2 separate regions of the Muntiacus reevesi genome follow, and region 2 is linked to region 1. A link is a contact called in public Hi-C data. All regions are on one chromosome and are shown on one strand. The core of a region is the stretch at or near the end of the contact, and the rest is flanking DNA. Distances in the headings are between cores, read along the strand shown.

Region 1 (5,854 bases), core at 1,575-4,074:
CCCATTAACTTCATTGGACTGACATTTTCAGGGCATCTCAAGCTTTTCTACCAAATAAAGAAGAAAGAGAAAGTACACCCCTAGTGTTTTGGGGAGCATGGCCAAAACACCTACAAGTGCTAAGGGTGTTTTTGAGGTTCATGTATAAAAAAAATAAAAAGAAGCATACAAATTAGTTTTCTACTTACAAAGTCTGTTATATTAATATAAAAATATTTTATATTACTTTTGACCTGTCACGTGCTTATCTGTTTCACCTTGGCCAAGTCATTTAACTTTTCAGCAACTTTCCCCTGCTATGAAATATGGATATTCCATGTCCATATGTTGTGAGAATTTGGTGAAATAATGCATACAAAATGCATGTGGTCACAGCAAGTGGTCAATGAATGTCAGTTATAATTAGTATTAATTTTATTCTTACCAGTTTATTGAATTTACTTATGAATACACCTTTCTTTGTCTCAAGCAACAAGTGTTTGAGGGTTTACTACATTCCAAACAGACAAAGTTTCTGACGTGCTTCAAGGCATCAGAAAGATGCCTCCTATGGCTACCCACTCCAGTATTCTTGCCTGGAAAATCCCATGGACAGAGGAGCCTTTTGGGCTACAGTCCATGGGGTTGCAAAGAGTTGGGCATGACTTAGTGACTAAATCACCACCATCCTACCAATAGCCTCCAGTTCCCTCTGTTTTCTAGCCCCAGGTCCAGGAATTCTGGCTCCTGGTGTGAACAGCACAGTCCTATGATATAGGACTAACACTGCATTCAGTGTCTAGGAGACATTAGATGCAGGGCTCAAGCCAAGGGCAGCACAAAGACCATTTAACCCAGGCTCACTTTGTCAAAGAGCCTCAAAGTAAAATGACTGCTGCTGCCTCTAGACAAGGTTATATAATCAGTGTGTGTGTGTGTGTGTGTGTGTGTGTGTGTATACCTGAAATATACTTATCAGTCAAGCTTATAACTCAAATCCCATAACCAGACGTCCCTGACTGTAAAGCCCTATGAATGTTTGTAATCTTGTGAAAAGCATAATTATTCTTCACCATACGTTTATGCCTTAGAAAGGAAGAGTGGCTCCTTCAACCTCTGAGACACTCCTAGAGGCTTTCAGCCTGGAGGTGAAGGGGCGCTGAAGCAAAAATTCTGGGAAGCTGTTTGCTGAATCCCCTGTTCAATTGCTGCCTCCCAAGGTCTAGCCTAGAGCCTGGCATGGTGACCTCTATACATACCTACTGACTGGCTCTAGACAGGCCAGTGAAGTACCCGGTACACCAGGGCAGCTTCACAGTCGAGAAGGGAATGGCTTACCCAGGCCTCACCCACTGCAACTCTAGAGATAAAACCCACAGAGCCAGCCCCACCCACAGCACGTCAGAGAAGCCACAGGATGTGCCAAGGGGGTGATGGGAATCCAGGCCTCCTAACCTCCTTCAGATCAGCTGGTCTCTCCAGGTGGGTTTCTGTATTTGCTTTCCTTTGTGGTGGCTGCGGTTGCTCACATTTAATTATCTTTTAAAAAGCAGCTCCCTCTCCTGCCTCAGGAACCCCCAGGCCTCTGAGGCATCAGGGCCCACAGAGATAGAAAACTCCCCCTTCAGTTAGGTAGCATTTTGGACTGAAAGTCTTGGAGGAATTCTATGTAAGTTGTCTTCCCTTATAAGGCACACATTCTTTGCCTAATGACTTTCTTTTCCAGACTGCAAAACACTCTTCCAGGTCTAACATGTACCCCAGAGGCAAGCAAACCAACTCTGTGTTGCTCACCACCCCTTAAGTTTGAGGCCCACACAGCCATCCGTGAGCACGGGGGTCACTGACTCAAAAAGGGAAAGACAAATCCACTAAGGGATGGCTTTCACTCCACCCCCTAGTCCTCATCTGAGAATTATTTCACCAACCCACAAAATAGGTTTCCTAGATTACAGAACCATCGGTCTTGGCTGCTAAGAGTAGGGTCTGTATTAGAATTTGTCTCTATCTAATGAGATGGTTGCATGGCATCACCAACTGATGGACATGGGTTTGGATGAACTCCGAGAGTTGGTGATGGACAGGGAGGCCTGGCGTGCTGCGGCTCATGGGGTCGCAAAGAGTCGGACACGACTGAGCGACTGAACTGAACTGAAAGAAATAATTCACACACGCCCTTTCCCACCACCTGCCGGTTCAGCTTCTGGTTGCTGGGTGTCAGTTACAGGGTAAGCGCTTTCTCTTTCCTGGGCTTTGGTTCACGAAAGGGTTACCCTCTTCCGTCCCCACCCAATGCGCTGGAAATGACTTCCAGTGGCCAGCACGGACCAAGAATGCGTCCCCCACCCCTACCCCAGCCCTCATCATCCACCTGCTAACTGCAGTATCTGCTATCCCTTGGAAGCCCGAGCCGGTGTTTACAGGCACAATTTTGACTAAGTCACTCCATTTCACTTCCTGATTTGGTCAAGTCTGTCATCGCCTTTATTAAGGCAAACCCATGGCCCTTTCCTCGATGCGAAAAAAAAAAAAAAAAAAAGGCAGCATTCTGAGCCAACGAGACCCAAACTGACTAGGCTGGTGACAGCAAGAAGGAAGATGTGTATACTGGGGACGTCAGAGGATCACAAACGCCTTGGCTTTTCCTGAAACCGAAGGCTGAATTCAACCCATCCCCAAACCCGCCTTAAGTCTAAATCACTACTCACCGGCGGCGTTTCCGAGAAGGCCCACAGATCACAGGTTTCCGAGACACGACTTGGATTCCTCTAGCAAGCCGGAGATACAGCCCTCCTAAATTCCTTCCCCGACTCAAGAGATGCAGAGCGGCTGCCGTGTTGGGCTTTCCGAGGCCGCGACTCGATTTGCCAGGCCGCCTGTCAGTCAAAAGCTGACGGGCATCTGGCGCCGGCGAGTGGCTTCGAGGAGGAGGCGGGCGGGACAGCCCTCGGGCATTGATTGGCTGGACCGCGGAGCTCGCTGGACGCGTAGGGGGCGAGCCCTGGGAAGGCGGTGCACCGCTGGAGCCCAGAGCTCACCGGGAGAGTGGCCCCTCTAGCGGTCACAGGGAGGACGTCGGGCTGGGTCTGGAAGGCTCCGGGTGACTTGCTTACTGCAACTGCCCTTATAGGTGGGCAGCCTGCCCGGGTGTCCTCCCCCCCTCCCCACCCCCGCCCTTACCCTCGGAACCCTCTCCCGGGCTTTGCTCCTTCTGTTCCCCCACCCCACGATCTCACCAGGTATTCAAATCCTACACATCCTTCAAGGCCCGGTTCCCCCCAAAGCCACGAGGCCAAAAACATCTCTCCTTGCCTGCCCTCCTGGAACACCTGTTGGCAGCACAATACACCCTCCCGGTAACATTCGCATCTCAGTTCAGTTCTGTCGCTCAGTCGTGTCCGGCTCTTTGCGACCCCATGGCCTGCAGCACGCCAGGCCTCCCTGTCCACCACCAGCTCCTGGAGCCTGTTCAAACTCATGTCCGATGAGTCGGTGATGCCATTCAACAATCTCATCCTCTGTCGTCCACTCCCCCCACACCCCGCCCCCCCCCTTCGATCTTTCCCAGTATCACTGTCTTTTCAAATGAGTCAGCTCTGCGCATCAGGTGGCCAAAGTATTGGAGCTTCAGCTTCAGCATCAGTCCTTCCAATAGCAATACTTAAAGTCCTCCCATAAGCCTAGCACTTGATAAATGCTTCTGTAATGTACCACTGTAATAGTTCTAATTGCTTCAAGGATATATTGAACAATATATCCTTGTTATTGAACTGATATATTGTTCAATATATTGAACAATCTAGCCGACATTTTATAAGAACTATAATGGGGTACAGCCTTTAAAAATCGTGAATCACTATATTGCACACCTGTAACATACAGCAACTATCCTTCAACTAAAAATTATTTTTTTGAAAAATAAAATGTATTTTAAAAATAATTAACAGGTACAGGGAGCTTCGCTTTTTCACATTTCATTCCAGATCCTCTCAACAACCCAGTGAGTGAGACGCTGGGCTCACGCCTGTTTCACAGATGAAGACGTGCTATTTGGACAGAGACCTCGACCGTGAGAAAGGGGCAGTTGTGGTGCAGACGCTGACACCGAGTGAGCTCAGAGAGAACGCCCGACAGCGGATCGAGGTTGACAGAATTGTAGCAGCTGCCCAAAGACAGTGTGGCAGGTGCGAGATTTTATTGGGGGTGTGGGAGGGAGGAACTGAGATCAGAGGGCCGGGTCGGGGACACGAAGATGTTTGGATTTCACCCTAAGTTTAAAGGGGAGCCCTTGGAGGGTTCTAAGTAGGGGAGTGACAAGATCACTGGTTGCCCATGGAACACTCCACGGCTGTTCCTGTATATTGTTGCCCATTATCAGTCTTTTTTCTTTGACTATCATAAAGAGGGCTTCAATGAATGTTAGTTCTTTTAGCTTTATTCCTTGAAGCAGGGTTTCTGGGTTTTGAGCAAAATTCTAAGGCTTTGGGTCTATCATGAGATTTAGGGGGTTGTCTAGATAAGCCCGTATTGTTTCCACACCCATCCTGCCGTAGTTAACCTGAGCCCCCAAATTCTGGCCTTTTCCCAGGGGTTTTTGAAATGCCTCTGATCTTTGGCCAACAGCTTTTCACGCTAAAGAAACGAAGGACACCATTGGCTCGAGTTCATCAGGAAGCGGGCAGAGGTGGAAGCTAGAACACTAGGCTTGTGGTTGCCATAGCGACAAGGAGGCCGCCGGCCAGATTCAGCCCAGGGGGACAGACGAGGTAGGAAGCCGTCCCTTTTGGGGGGCGAATGCCGGGGTCGTGGGGAGGAGGACACGGCGCACTGCATTAGACGCCGACTGAGATCCCTGCCTGCCGCGTGCGTGATTCCGATGCCAAGCTAGGTGGTACCGCGAGAGCCTGAAGAAACCGCTGTTGGAAGTTCCCCTCCCTGGAGGTGTGCCCTCAGAGTCCCCACCTGAAAAGTGGCGATAATAACCAGGGCATGCCTTCCCCGGGGAGCTCCTGTGAGGGGCGTGGGCTACTGATTCACCCGCCTCAGTCCAGAGTGTACAAACATTTGGGGGCATCTGGCAGCAGGTGGACGGCAAATAGCTAAGTTCTAATCCCAGGTCCACTCCATCTCCTTGGGCGTCCCTCCTCTTTGCTGGGCGCCTTGGTTTACTCATCTGTAAAACGAAAGGGTGTGATTGGAATCTAGAGATCACTGGTGGTGGTGGTGGTGGTGGTTTAGTGGCTACGTAGAGTTTGACTCTTGTGACCCCATGGACTGTAGCCTGCCAGGCTCCTCTGTCCATTGACTCCTCCAGGCAAGAATACTGGAGTGGGTTGCCATTTCCTTCTCCAAGGGATCTTCCCGACCCAGAAATCGAATCCGGGCACTAGCCAGCTCCTAAAGTTTCTTCCAGCTCTTAGAAATGCTTTTCTCAGCTAAAGAAAAATATCAAATGTATTATTTACCTGAGAGTGCTTAGAAAAATGTAAAATATTTCCAAGATGCACTATAGCATTATAACTGAATTAATAAAAATCTCATATAGTCAAAACTACTCATGTAAACCCCATAAAATTACATAAAAGGTCATAGAATACATGATATATTAAGTATATATTGGCATACTTGTACCAATATATATAATAGTATATATTGTATATACTTGTAGTATATATTGGTATACTTGTACAGTAATATACACATTTAAATGTATGAAATATGTAATACTATAAGATAAATGGGGCTTCCCTGGTGGCTCAGACAGAAAGGTTTTTTTTTTAAACAGAGATGGTAGAATGAAAACATGCCTATAGTTGTAGTCATGTGAGTTAAATCTTTAAAGAATGTAGCTCCTGATGGAAAGAGTTGTATTATG
Region 2 (5,850 bases), core at 2,968-5,467, 210 kb before region 1:
TGTTCTGTCAAAACACAAGGGTGAACTCTTTGGGAAAAGTAAATTCACATTGTTATATTTGCCAAAAGGTTATATGGTGCATCTTATTGTCCTTTGGGTTGTCGTGTCATAACAGCAAACTATCTTATAATAAAATTGTTTTTAAACATCAATTCTATTGTCATCTCATATCTCATGTATGAAGAAAGGAACAATTACATCAACTGGGTCTAACAATACTGTCAATTTATTTTAGTCTGAAGTTTAACTATAACGAAAACAAAAAATTCTGTGCCTAAAATGTAATCGATGACTAGCTGACATGCAGCTACAACTAAAAACTTTAGTTTCTTGATTATTTTAAAAACAATATCCAATCAAATCAGAATTGCCCCTCATGCTTCACATAAAAGTCCATCTCATAATAGTATTTTTAAAGAGCAGTGTACAGATTTACCCATTGCTCTTTCCTGTTTGTATTTTTTTGTTGTTGTTGTTGTTGATGTTCGGCCACTTTACACAACTCACCTCCAAACACACACTGCATCATCAAGGGAGTTGGGTCAGAGCGACATTGGGACACTCACTCTGCTGTGACCTAATAAGGTGATGGTGCTATACTTCAGACGCAAGGAATAACTTCCATTTTGGTTCAGGCCTTTTAAATCATAAATCACATTATCATTAGAAAATTGCTGTCAAAGTAACTTAACATGTAACAGCAAAATTACAAACAATAAGTTTGATTTTTCACCTGTGTAGCTTTCAAAACTATGTACCTTCACTAAACTTCCAGCCTTAATAGTTGTTTACAAAGTGAATTCTTTTCACAACAAACAATGTAAAATAACCCTCCTATATTTGTACTCCATAGAAAAATTCAGTTTCCATAGATTCACAAAATTATGTCACATATTCAGAAATAAGAGCCATCTGTATATTATTACCTTCACTTCCAGCTGGTTGAATATAAACTCAATCACAACATCATCTTCAAACCCAAGGATTTCTGTTACTCGTTTTGTTATCCAAGGCTTTATAACCTCCAAATTTACTTTGCTCATGTCCACCTGATAAAAGATACAAGCAATTATTACTGAGTACAACTTCACAATCCTGAAAGAAAGCTCACATAAGAATTTTATTTAACAAAGTTCCTCTTTGGTTTAGCATGATACAATTTATTAAGAGCTCCTTCTTATTTGCTTGTCCCAGTCTCCAAGGGTTTGCTATTGTTGCTAAAAGATGGAAAATGTTTAATTATAAATGTTTTCCTAAGTAGTCATGTTACAGTCCAGCTCCAAAACAGCAAAAATGTTTGAATCAACTGTGCTGTAAAAGTGCAGAACAGTTTAACCAAAAGAATACCTTTTTTTCTAGGCATTCTGCGAATTTCAGCTGCTTCAGTAGCTTCTTCTGTTTGTTGCTGAACCGGTTATCCTGTTCTGCACTTGTTCCCTGTAGGAAGAGAAGCACATTTCAATTAAGAGCTCAAAGTTACAATCCTATTTTTTATCTGCTAATGATGGTTATGACCTTTACAGTTTTGAAATAGGGTCATCAAGTAAACAGAAATATCATAGCTAATATTCACAGGTAAAAAGTATATACTCTTTTCCCAACATAGCTAACATTTTGAAAATTTGACTATATTTAAAACTTACAAAATAAAAAAAAAACAACAAAAAATTACAAAATATATGCTCACTATAACAAGTCAAACACAATACACAGAATATAGCATAAACCTAACACCTCCCCCATTACCAAGTTACATTTGATGTATATCTTTTTCACCTCTTTCTATGCTAAGACATTTAAGGTTCTCCTTGGTTTGTTTTTTTAAATGAGAACACACTGAAATATAGTAAATATTAACATATCCTTTTAAAACAAAACCATTAAGCTTCATCCTCTTCTGAAAGCCAGTAGCATGCTTGCAAAATTATTGTAACAATGCATATAAACAGGGGGAAAAGGAAAAAGAACACCCTGAGACCAAGCTGTCTTAGGTTTCACAACTTTTAGAACTTGAGATGTATGAAAAACATAGTAGGTTTACTTTAATAAACTCAATTTCTGCAAAGAAACTGGAAAATTGAGAGCCATCAAACACCACTTGGGCCATCAAGTAATCACTATGAGTTTTGTCATTCTTATTGGCCCAATTAAACACGGAAATAGCTGGCTGAGCTATGAAAACTACCGAATGGTTCACAGAGTTGGCCACTGTCCCTTGGAAAGTGATCAAGAAAATTCTTTTAGGAAGGTAAAGAATGTGGATTAGAATCCCAACTCTGCCACTACGTTAAGTCATATGACCTCAAACTTACTAAACCTCTCTGAGAATGTTTCCTTACTTGCTAAAATCTATTCAATATCTCGCAAGGCTGTGTATACCAGAAATTATATACTTAAAGTAACTGGCAGATGGCAGTAGTCCAGCAAATGAAAGCTACTATTTCTATCTCACTATCTGAATGGCTGTGTACTAAAAGAATATCTGTCCTAAAATCTGTTAACTCAGCTTAAGTCCAATCAATCCCCCTAAGGATTATATTGTAACCTTTTCTTACTGATTTTTACCAACACTAAAAGCAAACCTCATTTGTAAATTTATCAACCGTCTTGCTCTTTTCCTTTAGGAATGCCTTTCCATGCGAAATAATGAAAATATCAAAAGAATAGGCTTGTGTTTTAAAATATTACATTAACACTACAGGAAATAGTACTTACTACAAAATACTTTGATACAATTTGCAGTGTGAAAATTTGATAAACTCAATCGAAACTATCATTACATAAACAACTACAGTACTGTTTGCACAACCTGAAAACAGTCATATAACTGGCTGTGTTAAGTCAAACGCCTGGAATAACACTTCAACATTTAATGAAAAACTAACACATTTAAAGTCAGTGGAAAAGAAATTTCAACGCTGGTTCTGGAGTGTCAAGAGTTTTCTTTACTAAAGTCCCGGTCTTCCCCTCTTTTAACTTTTCCTTTAAACACACACACACACACACACACACAAGCTGCATATTTCATACTCCAGGGAGTGGAAAGAGCCAACCTATATTCTGACTTAACCAACTGGTCTCTACACGGTCCGTTCAGCATTAAAATGAACCTGCAAACTCTAGGTCTCTTAGTGTCACTAGCCAAACCAGGATCTAGATCTCCACTGGGTGATCATTTCCTACACGAGTGAAAAAGGGGATGAACAAGCTCCAACACGCGCTGGATAAATTATGGGTCCTGAGGGCCCATTTCGAGGCGGTAACGTCCCTGCTGGCAAGTGATGGGCCCGCAAACCCTTGAGAATCTAGATGCACCTTTCCTCCGGCAGACTTTCAAAAGAATAAAACAAACTGGAGAGGTGGGGGTACGGTGAGCGGGAAGGAGAAGCAGATCCATTCCATAACCCCGCCTTCATATACGCGCACTTTTTGTTGCGCTCTCTGCTCAGAGAGTCTCGGATTCAAACGTTCTATACACAAAATTATCCGCGTTCCCCTCCCTGAAGAGATATCAAATTGGGCGGGAGCTCCCGCGAACTCTGACCCGGAGCCTTCCCGAAGGCTTAGACCCGGGGTGGGGGTGGGGGTGGGGGGATAGGCGCCCGCTTTCTCAAGAAAAGCTGCTCAACGTCGCTTCCGGACCACGCTCTCCTGAGGCGGTACCCTCAAACCCGTAGTCTCTCAAGACCCTTCTGCAGCCAGTCACCTCAGGGTTTCCCTCCGCCTCCCCCCAGGGACTTCCTCCTCGCGGGCCCACTAGGCCCCAGGACCCGGCGGGACGCGAGGCTCGGTCTGCAGGCCACGTCAGGCAGGCCGGGAAGGCGAGGTATCGCTCCCTGCCATTCCCGCCGCCATTTTCCGGCGACCGTCGTCGCCGCCGCGTAGGGGGGACGATTCCGGAGGAGGAGACTGCGCAGGGGCGCACCGGTCCCCGCCGCAGGGCAGGGGGGAGCGTCCGTTGCCACCGAGGATCCCCAGAATCTTCGAAGCCTCTGCTCGCCGGCTACCCCGTCCTGAGCTTAGGGGTCCTGCCGGGCTTTGCGGATAACCCCCCCTCCAACCTCACCCCAGGTCCCCGCGTTCCTACTTACGCGGAAGAATCCCGCGTCCATCTTGCTGCCTCGCTCGGAGATCGCTCCCTATCCCAAGGTGCACCGCGCCGCCGCGACGGAGGGCGGGACCGGCAGGGAAAGTCGAGCGCCGGGACGCAGCGCGCGCCGCTACACCCGCCCCTCCAGCCGACACGAGGCTGCGCCTGCTCAGTGTGCTGAGCGCCCGTCACACTCGCGCACGCGCGTTTTGTAAGGCGTGGGGGTTGCTACAGGGCTCTGAACCTCCCCATTGGCCGGTCCGTGAGGAGAGCCTCGCGGTCTCAGCCAATGCGAGCGTGCGAGAGTCACTGACTCGCCCTGCCCTGCGAATCCTTTTGTGGTGCCTAACTAGCCCCGTTCGCCGACCGTGAATTGACCCATCCTTCTACCCGTAGTGTGGGAGGCTTCCCGCTTTGGGGGTTCCATGGAGCGATTCAAGAAAAAGACTGTTACCTCAGCGTGACGCTAGTGAGGCCGCCGCTGCGCAGAGGAAAAGCCTACGGCCTCCTCTGTCGTTATGAAAGTTGTGATTGTGTTGGTTTTACGAGTTTGTCAGTTACTGACTTCGGCCCTGAAGTAGCCGAGCTACGTAGTATGAGTGAAGTTTGCATTCTGGCCCTGCTTCCTCGGCTAGCTCCCGTTTCCTTCCGTACAACTCCTTAGCTTTAGGGAGAGGCTGGAACTGCCCTTTAGATGAGTTTCGATTTCGGCTGTCCGGTCCCCACGCTTACGGGCAGGAAGCTGAGGAAAGCTGTGACCCTGCCGGCCAGATTGGAGAAGCGGCCGGTCTCCAGGCCGGAGGCCAGGGCGTCGACCTCGCTGGCCCAGCTCTGCCTCTCCAGCGATCTGCTCCGACTGTGAGGACTCCAGCATCGGTGTCTTCTGCTACACTTACTCTAAGCGCTCTCTCTTTTTCTCTGATAAGCATGTGATCCTTTTCTGGCCACCTTTTGTCATTCCACCAACACACAGTCTCACCTCCCTTTGCTGCTTTTTGTTCACAGCACTCATCTGGAGACTGTATTCACTCTCACGGCTTTAAACACCAGCTCCCTCCTAGCAGCTTCATAGATTTCCACCTTAGATTTCTCTCCCAAACTTCAAACGTGTGTTGGCAACGTCCTCTTGGACGTTTCCACTGGAAAGACATCACCTACTTAACCTGACCCGGAACTGAGCTCCTGATTCCTTCTCCTCTCTCTCGAACACCCTCCACTCCACCAAAAACCGACCCTCTCCTCCAGAAGTCGTCCCTGCCTTGGTTGATGGCAGTTTTAATTGCAGACAAACACTGGTGTTGTTCTTGATTCCTCTTCCTCCTATATCCCACTTCCAAACCATCAAGAAACTCGCTCTGCTATCATCCTAGTTCAAAACACCGTCATCCTTGGCCTGAGCTTCTGCCCTGGCCTAACTGGCCTTCCTGCTTCTACCTTTGGCACTCAGTATCTGTTCTGAATACAGCAGTCAGAGTGGCCCCATTAAAAAAAAAAAAAAAAACAGAAAAACTTAGAAGTGTGTCCTAAGCTCAGAGACCTCCCATTAGCCCCTGGTATTTCCACCTGACTTCCTCATTTCTTTGATTTCATCTTCTAGTACCCTAACAGCTCAGTGCTTGAACTTCTTAAGCTAGCTTCTGTCTCAACATCTTTGCACTGGTTTTAACTTCTGCCTAGAATGCTCTTCCCCCCAGATACCTACTTGCAAATGTCAAGATTTTTACTCAAGCATCACCTTCTCAATGAGGCTATCATGACTG

What was found. Hi-C and Micro-C count contacts between places; a contact is called where the count stands out from the background.
Region 2: a contact with region 1 is called in a Hi-C map of muscle, with 7 times the contacts expected there. The contact joins the promoter of SRRM1 here to the promoter of NIPAL3 in region 1. A contact is called at or near these places in 2 of 3 Hi-C or Micro-C datasets (blood and muscle).

What each region holds. Positions count from the first base shown.
Region 1 is chr3:109,346,152-109,352,005 of mMunRee1.1, reverse strand. It overlaps NIPAL3 (NIPA like domain containing 3), which reads right to left and starts at 2,824. Exons shown (of 12, transcript XM_065930065.1): 1 at 2,688-2,824.
Region 2 is chr3:109,559,144-109,564,993 of mMunRee1.1, reverse strand. It overlaps SRRM1 (serine and arginine repetitive matrix 1), which reads right to left and starts at 4,217. Exons shown (of 18, transcript XM_065930074.1): 1 at 4,092-4,217; 2 at 1,348-1,437; 3 at 927-1,049. The coding sequence starts at 4,112.